Regions from separate parts of the Sus scrofa genome. Here region 2 is linked to region 1. Evidence: chromatin contacts called from public Hi-C data. All regions are on one chromosome and are shown on one strand. The core of a region is the stretch at or near the end of the contact, and the rest is flanking DNA. Distances in the headings are between cores, read along the strand shown. Region 1 holds the start of ANKS6 (ankyrin repeat and SAM domain-containing protein 6). Region 2 overlaps COL15A1 (collagen alpha-1(XV) chain).

The links. A called contact is a pair of places that touch in the nucleus more often than the background predicts.
Region 2: a contact with region 1 is called in a Hi-C map of subcutaneous adipose tissue, with 1.9 times the contacts expected there. The contact joins the enhancer-like site here to the promoter of ANKS6 in region 1. A contact is called at or near these places in 4 of 47 Hi-C or Micro-C datasets (embryonic fibroblasts, mesenchymal stem cells, omental adipose tissue and 1 more) and 1 of 2 datasets of contacts at active chromatin or transcription factors (alveolar macrophages).

Annotation. Positions count from the first base shown.
Region 1 is chr1:240,582,038-240,586,074 of Sscrofa11.1, reverse strand. It overlaps ANKS6 (ankyrin repeat and SAM domain-containing protein 6), which reads left to right and starts at 1,721. Exons shown (of 13, transcript XM_013993702.2): 1 at 1,721-2,142. The coding sequence starts at 1,778.
Region 2 is chr1:240,757,671-240,761,707 of Sscrofa11.1, reverse strand. COL15A1 (collagen alpha-1(XV) chain) reads right to left here. Exons shown (of 42, transcript XM_021066594.1): 5 at 3,487-3,567. Among named protein-coding and RNA genes, the nearest start is that of COL15A1, 42 kb to the right of the region's middle. Within about 2 kb of position 2,252, at least 37 of the 83 cell types and tissues checked have an H3K27ac peak or open chromatin away from gene starts, as enhancers often do. A contact at or near this core is called in alveolar macrophages, embryonic fibroblasts, omental adipose tissue and 1 more, where this site is marked.

The sequences.
Region 1 (4,037 bases), core at 472-2,971:
ACATGTCTGCAATTAGTCCCTTGGTAAATATCCCTCATTTCTTCAGCCAAATGTGCCATCTGTCTCCTGCTGGGACCTTGACTGCTACAAGTGAAGTTCAATGCAGGATCTTTTTTTTTTTTAAATAATTGCAGAAAATTGGAAATAAGCTAATTGTGCATCATTAAAAAATGATTAAATAAATTATGGTACATCTGCTTAATAGTGTTACATGCAACCATTAAAAAGGATGTAGTAGATCTACGTTCATCTACATGGAAAGATGCCCAAGCCATTTGTTAACTGAAAAAAAAAAGGTGTGTGTGGGGGTGATATCCAGACTAGCAGGCATAGCAGGAACCTCTTCATTTAAAAAGTAAAATATGCTTTTGTTAAGGCTTGGATGGCAAGTGACAACAACCCTGCTGAAAACAAACCTCACCAAAAAGAATGGCGAGGGGGGGAGTCTGATTCATCTTTTTCTACCATCTTGTCTCTGTTTTTCTGTGTAGTGGCTTCACTTTCAGGCAGGCTGTCTTCAAGTGAGGTCAGAGCGGGCCCCAGCCTGGTTTATGACATCCTGACCGCTGACAACCTCAGCAGACAGGGATGCCTTCCCATTTGCTTTAGAAAAAAAAAAAAAAAAAAAAAATCGTGGGCTGAGGCAATTGGAATGGGCTTGGACGTAAGCTAGTCACTGAGCCACATGGACTGAGTGTGGGGGAGGGGAACTCCCTAAAAGAAAGAGGGTGTCTCTTCTCCCAGTAGGAGAGTCAGGGCAGGTGTAAGCACCAGAGATCCACTCTAGAGGGAATATCTGCAGTAGACATTTGTTAGCCTTTTTGGTTGCCCAGTATTGGAACCCCCTTCCTATCCTGGAGAGTCTCCTACCTTCTGGGGCAGTATGACAGTGGTATCGTCTCTACTCAACCTATAATAAAATAACATCCCATTTTCTATTCATTTTACTTGGATTCTGTAAAGTTCTACTTTTTGTTTTAATAACACTCATCACCATCTGACGTGCGAGTTACTTAACTGTTTGTGTAGCTACCGCAGAATCACCTGGAGGGCTTGTTCACAAACAATTGGCTGGGCTCTATACTCTGTTTCCGTAGATCTGGGGTAGGGTGAGAAAATTCGCATTTGTAAAATATTCCAGATGGTGCTGCTTCAAGAACCACTGAGGAAGAGAGATGAAGATACAGGAGGTGCTTAGAGTCCTAACGCCCGTCCCAGGTAAGGACGGCACTGATGATCACGAAGGCTATTCTGGGAGGACAGAGTGTACCCATCTGTTCCTTCATTCAGTCAAGGACTATTTAGGAAGCGCAGCAAGAGTGCTGGGCGCTGGAGGTTCAGCAGCGCACACCACGGGCCAGGCTGGTGCGGTGGTGGACTCAGACCCTGGCCCAGGGTTGGGAGCTCGCAGTATGAGAAGAGACTGGGCTGCCGCTCCAACCTCGCATTGGGCAGGAAGTCTCGGGAGCCGAGGGGAGGGCTGCAAGCGGGCGACGAAAAGGCAAAGGCGAACTCGCGAGCTCGGTGGCGGACGCTGCTCTGAACTTCCCGGAACCCGCTCTCCCCACCCCCCACCTCCCCCGACTTGGACGGTGAAGGCGCGCCCTCGTCCCGGGCACGCGCCCGGCACACAGTAGGCGCGCGGCCCGGCCTCCGGCGCGCTGTTGGCACACAGTAGGCAGGCGGGCGGGCTGGCGGAAGGGGGCGCCGGCTCGCGGTATCCGGGGGCGGAGCCGGCGCGGCCGGCCGGGCAGTCGGGCGCGGGCCGCGGGCCGCGATGGGCGAGGGCGGTCTGCCCCCGGCCTTCCAACTGCTGCTGCGCGCCTGCGATCAGGGCGACACCGAGACGGCGCGGCGACTGCTGGAGCCGGGAGCGGCGGAACCGGCAGAGCGCGGTGCGGAGCCTGAGGCGGGCGCGGAGCCGGCGGGGGCCGAGGCGGCCGGGCCCGGGGCGGCGGCGGCGGCGGCGGCGGCGGCCGGAGCGCCAGTGCCGGTGGACTGCTCGGACGAGGCGGGCAACACTGCGCTGCAGTTCGCAGCGGCCGGGGGCCACGAGCAGCTGGTGCGCTTCCTGCTGCGTCGCGGCGCCTCGGTCAACAGCCGCAACCACTACGGCTGGAGCGCGCTCATGCAGGCAGCCAGGTGAGGAGTCCGGGGCTCCTGGGGCCCGGGGTGGTGTCCAGCGGCCCGGGGGCACTAGCGGGCCCAGGCAGCGGGATCTGCCGGGAAGGTGAAGAGTGAAGGACTGGTTCGAGAGAGTTGGAATAGTAAACTTTGAGCAGCTTGGGATAGGCGAAGAGGACGCACTTTTTTATACCGTATAATCAGCATCTTAGAAACATCGGCCTTTCAAAATAGAATCTGGAGACTGTGAATAGAATCTTAGAGACTCAGAACCTTAGAGATGTTCATTCATCCCTTTTTGCAACGAGGGTTTCCTATCCGCTCTAGCTTGGCCTTGGAGATGCGGCGGGACCCAGGTTAAGTCCCCACCGGAGCAAACAGCTCATATGTCACTGGGCAGGCCAAGCAAAGGAACAGGCTTGACGGGAAAGTTCGGGAACTCTGGGAGCAGCAGACCCAAGTTCGGGAGATGGGGGAAGGTTTCTCGTAAGAAGATGTATGTATTTAAGCCGAGATCTGAGAATGCTTAAGAATTGACCAGGATAGAAGAAGTAGAAGGTGGGAATTTGGTGACAGGAAGCTCCTGCAAAGGTTTGAAGTCAAAGTGAAATAGGCATTGGTAGGATTGCTAGAATGATGTTATGGCTGGGAGGGGTTGGAAATAGTGGGTGGTGAGCCCTCTTTGGAGAGAAAGAGGCATATGCTTGGTGGCAGGCTGAGGAAGATGAGGTATCCTAAGGTCTTTGGGGAGAAATGGAAGGTTCTAGGCAGAATAAGTATTGGAATCAGATTCATGTTTGGAAATAGCACTTTCACTGCAGTGTGAGGGGTGGGCTAGAGTCACAAAGCTCGGTTAGGAGGGGACTGCAACAATCCTGAAAGAGGTGGTGGTGGCCTGGACCAGAGCAGAGAACAGCAGTGGGAGAGCAAAGAGATGAGTTTGAGATGTACTCAGGAAGTAGGATGAACGGGACTTGAAGCTCTGATATGAAGAATCTCTGGAAGAGGAGTTCCTGTTGTGGCTCAGTGGAAACAAACCCATGAGGACATGGGTTTGATCCCTGACCCACCTCAGTGGGTTAAGGATCCAGCGTTGCTGCGAGCTGTGGTGTGGGTCACAGACACGGCTCAGATCTGGCATTTCTGTGGCTGTGGCATAGGCCAGCACCTGCAGCTAGATTCGACCCCTAGCCTGGGAACTTCCATAGGCCGTACCCATGGCCCTAAAAAAAGGAAAGAAAGAAAGAAGGAAGGAAGAAAGAAAGAGAATCTCTGGTATTCAGTGAGGTCTCTCACTCTTGTCCGCCATCTACTTTGGTCCCACCCAGTTACTTGGAGAAATTCCCCAAGGAGGGAATGGAGGATATTTTGATGGATATTGCCAAACTGCTTTCCGTATAGGTGTATGAGCTTCCTATGGCTGCTGTAACAAATTACCACAAAGTCAGCAGCAATCACATCACTCTGACCTGGGCTCTGTCATCACATCTTCTGACCCTTCTGCCCCCCCCTTCCACATTTAAAGGACCATTGTGATTCCACTGAGCCCGCCTGGATTATCTCCCCATCTCAAGGTCAGCTGCTTAGGAACCATAATTCTACCTGCAACCTTAATTTCTTTCCCCTTTGCCAGAGAACCCAATATATTTATAGGTTCTGGGGATTAGGATGTGGACATCTTTGGGGAGTCTGTTATTCTGCTGACCATGGTAGTGGCACCAGTTCAACCTCCCAGCAGCAGTGTGAATACCTGTTTTTCTGCAGCCTCGCCAACAGAGTGTACACACACACACACATATATTTTTTGGGTCTTTTGTTTTTTCAGGGCTGCATCCATGGCATATGGAGGTTCCCCGGCTAGGGGTCTAATCGGAGCTACAGCTGCTGGCCTACACCACAGCCACATTCACCCC
Region 2 (4,037 bases), core at 1,003-3,502, 180 kb before region 1:
CCCAGTAGGGCAGAAACCAGGACAGAGTGGTGGGAGGAGTGAGCAGGCACCCCCACCCCCACTCTCCCCAGGAGAGGCTGAGAAGAAGACCGGAGAAGAACTCCCCATTCCCCAGCTGCATGGTGGTCTAGCAGGGTGGCAAGGACTCCTGCCCCAGGCAGGTCCTCTCCTCTCCCTGCCAAGGAGCCACAGGGAAGCCACTTCATCATGGTTCCCTGATGGCACCAAAAAGCCTGTGTCTACCCTGGAGAAAGGCTGCTGGTGGCTGGAAGCTCAGTGACTTTATAAGGGACTTGGGATTCCAGGTGAGGCAGGTAGGGCAGGGGAGGTGCACGAAACACAGGACAGTAAGGAAAGGGTGGGCTGAGCTTAGTAACTCAAGGTGGCAAACAAAGGTTGAGTTATATGAAGTCACTGATTACAGTCTGTTAGCCAAGACCTTTTTAGTGAGCTCCCGACAAGGCAGCCCTGAACCCTTGTCCAAGGTACAGCTGGTGAGCTGCTACTCGGTGGTCAGGGTCAGGTGTCCTGCCTCCAACAAGCTGTAGCTGCTTCCAAGGGTTAGTGTGAAAGGGAACCAGGGTGGCCTGTGACAAAACGGGGATGTCAAGTCTTCAGACCTTTTCATTGAAGTGTGGCAATCTGCTGGCCCCCTCTCTCCTTCGACACACATTTCCTGAGGGCCTACTGTGTGCCATGTCCCCAGCTGATCACTAGGATATGGAAATGAATAAATAAGAAGGGCATTTATCCTCAAATTGTTAGACTATTGGGAAGCCAGACCCAGACACAATTGTGACTGAATGTGACCCTTAGGACTGAGGAGATGAGAAGAGAGCTAAGTGTGAGGAGGGGAGCTTGGCAGTGGCCTCTGATGAGGGGCTGTGACTGATCCCTGAAGGATGAGTGGGAATTGGCCAGGCAGAGAGGGGGCGGGTAAGGGCCCTCCTAGAAAACAGAATGCCAGATCAGGCATGGACCAGAGGGAAAGGGCTTGATGTTTGGGGGAACCCGTGAGCACATGGTGTGGCTGGGAGAGGACCTGGCTGCGGATCAGAATCCCCTGCAGAGATTTGTTTAAGTACAGATTTTCAGAGCTCACTCTGTATTGAATCTAAATGTCCAGGTACAGAGCCCGGGCCAGAGGCTTCTTTTTTAAAAGATTGTCCCGGAGTTCCCGTCATGGCGCAGTGGTTAACGAATCCGACTAGGAACCATGAGGTTGCGGGTTCGGTCCCTGCCCTTGCTCAGTGGGTTAACGATCCGGCGTTGCCGTGAGCTGTGGTGTAGGTTGCAGACACGGCTCGGATCCCGCGTTGCTGTGGCTCTAGCGTAGGCCGGTGGCTACAGCTCCGATTCAACCCCTAGCCTGGGAACCTCCATATGCCGCGGGAGCGGCCCAAGAAATAGCAACAACAACAACAAAAAGACAAAAGACAAAAAAAAAAAAAAAAAAAAAGATCGTCCCTCAGCCCCTCAACACACACACACACACCACAAACACCTTTGTACACACAGAGATGGATACATGCACGGAGGACGTTGATGCACAGCCAGGGCTGAGAACCATTAATTCGAACTCAGCGAAGTTAATTCTAACTTTCCAGATATGGAAAGGTGTGTCAGCAGACACTGACTTAGCAGGGGGAAGAAGAGGGGAGCAGGGACTCCTACCCTAAATGGGGAAGGAGGCGAGGAGGGACTGGCTTTTTAAGTCTCCGACGGCTCAAGCTGTCTGTGATTCAGTTCGCTGGTCATGGCTTGTGTCTTGGAGGATGGCAGGTTGCAAAGAGTGAGGACAGGGGAAGTGAGATTCATTCCAAGAGAGAAGCCAGACAGAGAGGGGAGGGGAATGTCTGAACCCAAGAGGGAAATTCCCCCGCCCTGGAAGGGGGTGGCCGGGGAGGGGAGCCACGGGACCCTTCCAGGAGACGGTGAAAGGGGGAAGTCCCTAGATCAGGGGGTGATATGACTGACAGCAGCCTGAGCCTTGGCTGGGGACTTGGCTCTGCCACCTCCAGGCTGGGCAGCCCCAGGCAACGCTCTTCACTCCCACATACCTCATTGCCTCCTCTGGGGAATGAATGGAAAACATCGCCTCAAAATAGGTTACAGGCCTCCCTGACCAGCCCCGCCTCTGTGACCATCTCAAGCGCTCAACCCCACCCCTTTCCTGTCCTTCCCTCAGGCCTTCTTGGGGTATTAGCCTCTCAGCCTGAGTCAGCCTCACTCCTGGCTGTGAACTGGTGCACTGGAGGGCAGCATCAGGCTAGAAAGCCTGAGGGACCACAGCTCTGGGCCCTGCTGCCCTGTGCCCTGGATATGCCAATGGGGTGGCCAAGGGCTGATGGGCACATAAGGTTGCAACACCACCCCCTGAGTCACCACCCAGGCAGGCTCCTTGGACTCTTGACTTTCTCCATCTTGGCTACCCCCAAATTGGCTGTGGTCTTGGGGATGCACCTCCGTGGCACCACCCAGGCCCGCAGCACAGGGTCATGGCCTGAACCATTGATGGGGCACGAGTTGACCTGCATTCTAGCCTCAGCTCAGCCATGCACCCTAGGGCCCTCTCTGGGCCTCAGTTTGCCCATCTGTACAAAGGGTAGTTTTCTGTACACCTCTGAACACCTTTAAGTCCCTCCCACACTAAGAGACTGGTCCTGTTCCACCCCATCCACACCTCTGTTGCTGGAGGTCTATAATTTATAGGCACTGCCTTATTTCCATCTCCATGCTTTCTTCTATCAGAGATGAACTTATAGACTGAGCTAGACCAGTCAAGGAAACTGCTGGGGCTTCTGTGTTCAGTGACTCAGACACTGCCAGCTGCTTTCATTAAAATAGGCTCCTTGGTGTCTCCATGGTCTGATTCAGTGCTTTCAAAACCACTTCCTTGTCTTGGCCACAGAGCACATTCCCAGGAGGGAGGAGGCCCACACCACTGGGACGATGGCTGCCTTTCCCTTGGGGCCAGAAGCCAGCTCCTGGGAGGACTATTCATCTGATGGGACTGGGGGCACCAACTGCCTTCTCAGAGCCAGAGCCCCAAGCAAATGTGACAACAGCCACCATGCGGGTCCACTTCCTTTGTGCCAGGCACTGGGCTGAGACCTGTCCCTGCACTGCCTCGTCTAACCTCACAAGGACCCTACTCTGATTATTGCTTTATGGAAGAGTGGCTGAAGCTCAAAGAGGCTCAGTCAGTCATCTAAGCTCACACAGCTGAGAGGCGAGAGTGGATAAAGTGCCTTTGAAGAGCCCTCTCCTGGTCAAAGCACCACAGCACACCCGGGGTGGCACCCAGGTAACTGTGTTTCCTTGCACTGGGGAGTTTGCAAAAGGCCCCTTGTCCATACTTTCCTAACCTCCCAGGTGATTTGTGGAATGAAGTCAGAGATCTGAGAAGGGAGACATCAGACCAGGGCTCTGGGCAGACTCCCTACAAGCCAATCAAGACGACAGGGCACAGAACCCAGTGCTCACCGGGGCTTGAGTGTAGGTGACGGCTTCCACCATCTCAGCTACTCCGTCTGTCTCCTGCAGCCCGCTGGCCTCTCCTGATGCCTGTGTGGAGACAAAGCAGGCCAGAAAGAGGGGGAGCTGTTTATAAGCGGGGAGTCTCAGAAACGGACTCCTGCGGAGGAACGGTGTGCGTGTGAAAGAGAGGTGGAGATGGACAGAGACAGAGTGAGGGCTGGACAGAGCACACGTCTTGGCTATTGTTTGGGTTTCCGTCCACATGCTACTGCTCACACAAACAACTACAGTCAACGTCATCTCTCTAACACACCTACGTGCCCTTCAGTCTCTGTTAAAAGGCACTTCCAACCTTTGCATGGCTGTCCCGGGACTTTCTCACTGGGAACTGCTATATTCGAACACGTCCTCCCTCTGCAACCCCTAACCTTCACAACTGCCCTCCTAATGGCAGCTAAGATACTGCTGCGCCGTGATTGTGTCACTTACTCGTGGACCCTTGGGTGGTGTGTACTTGTTCTGTGTTAACAGTAATGCAAAGATGAAGGAATAAACAC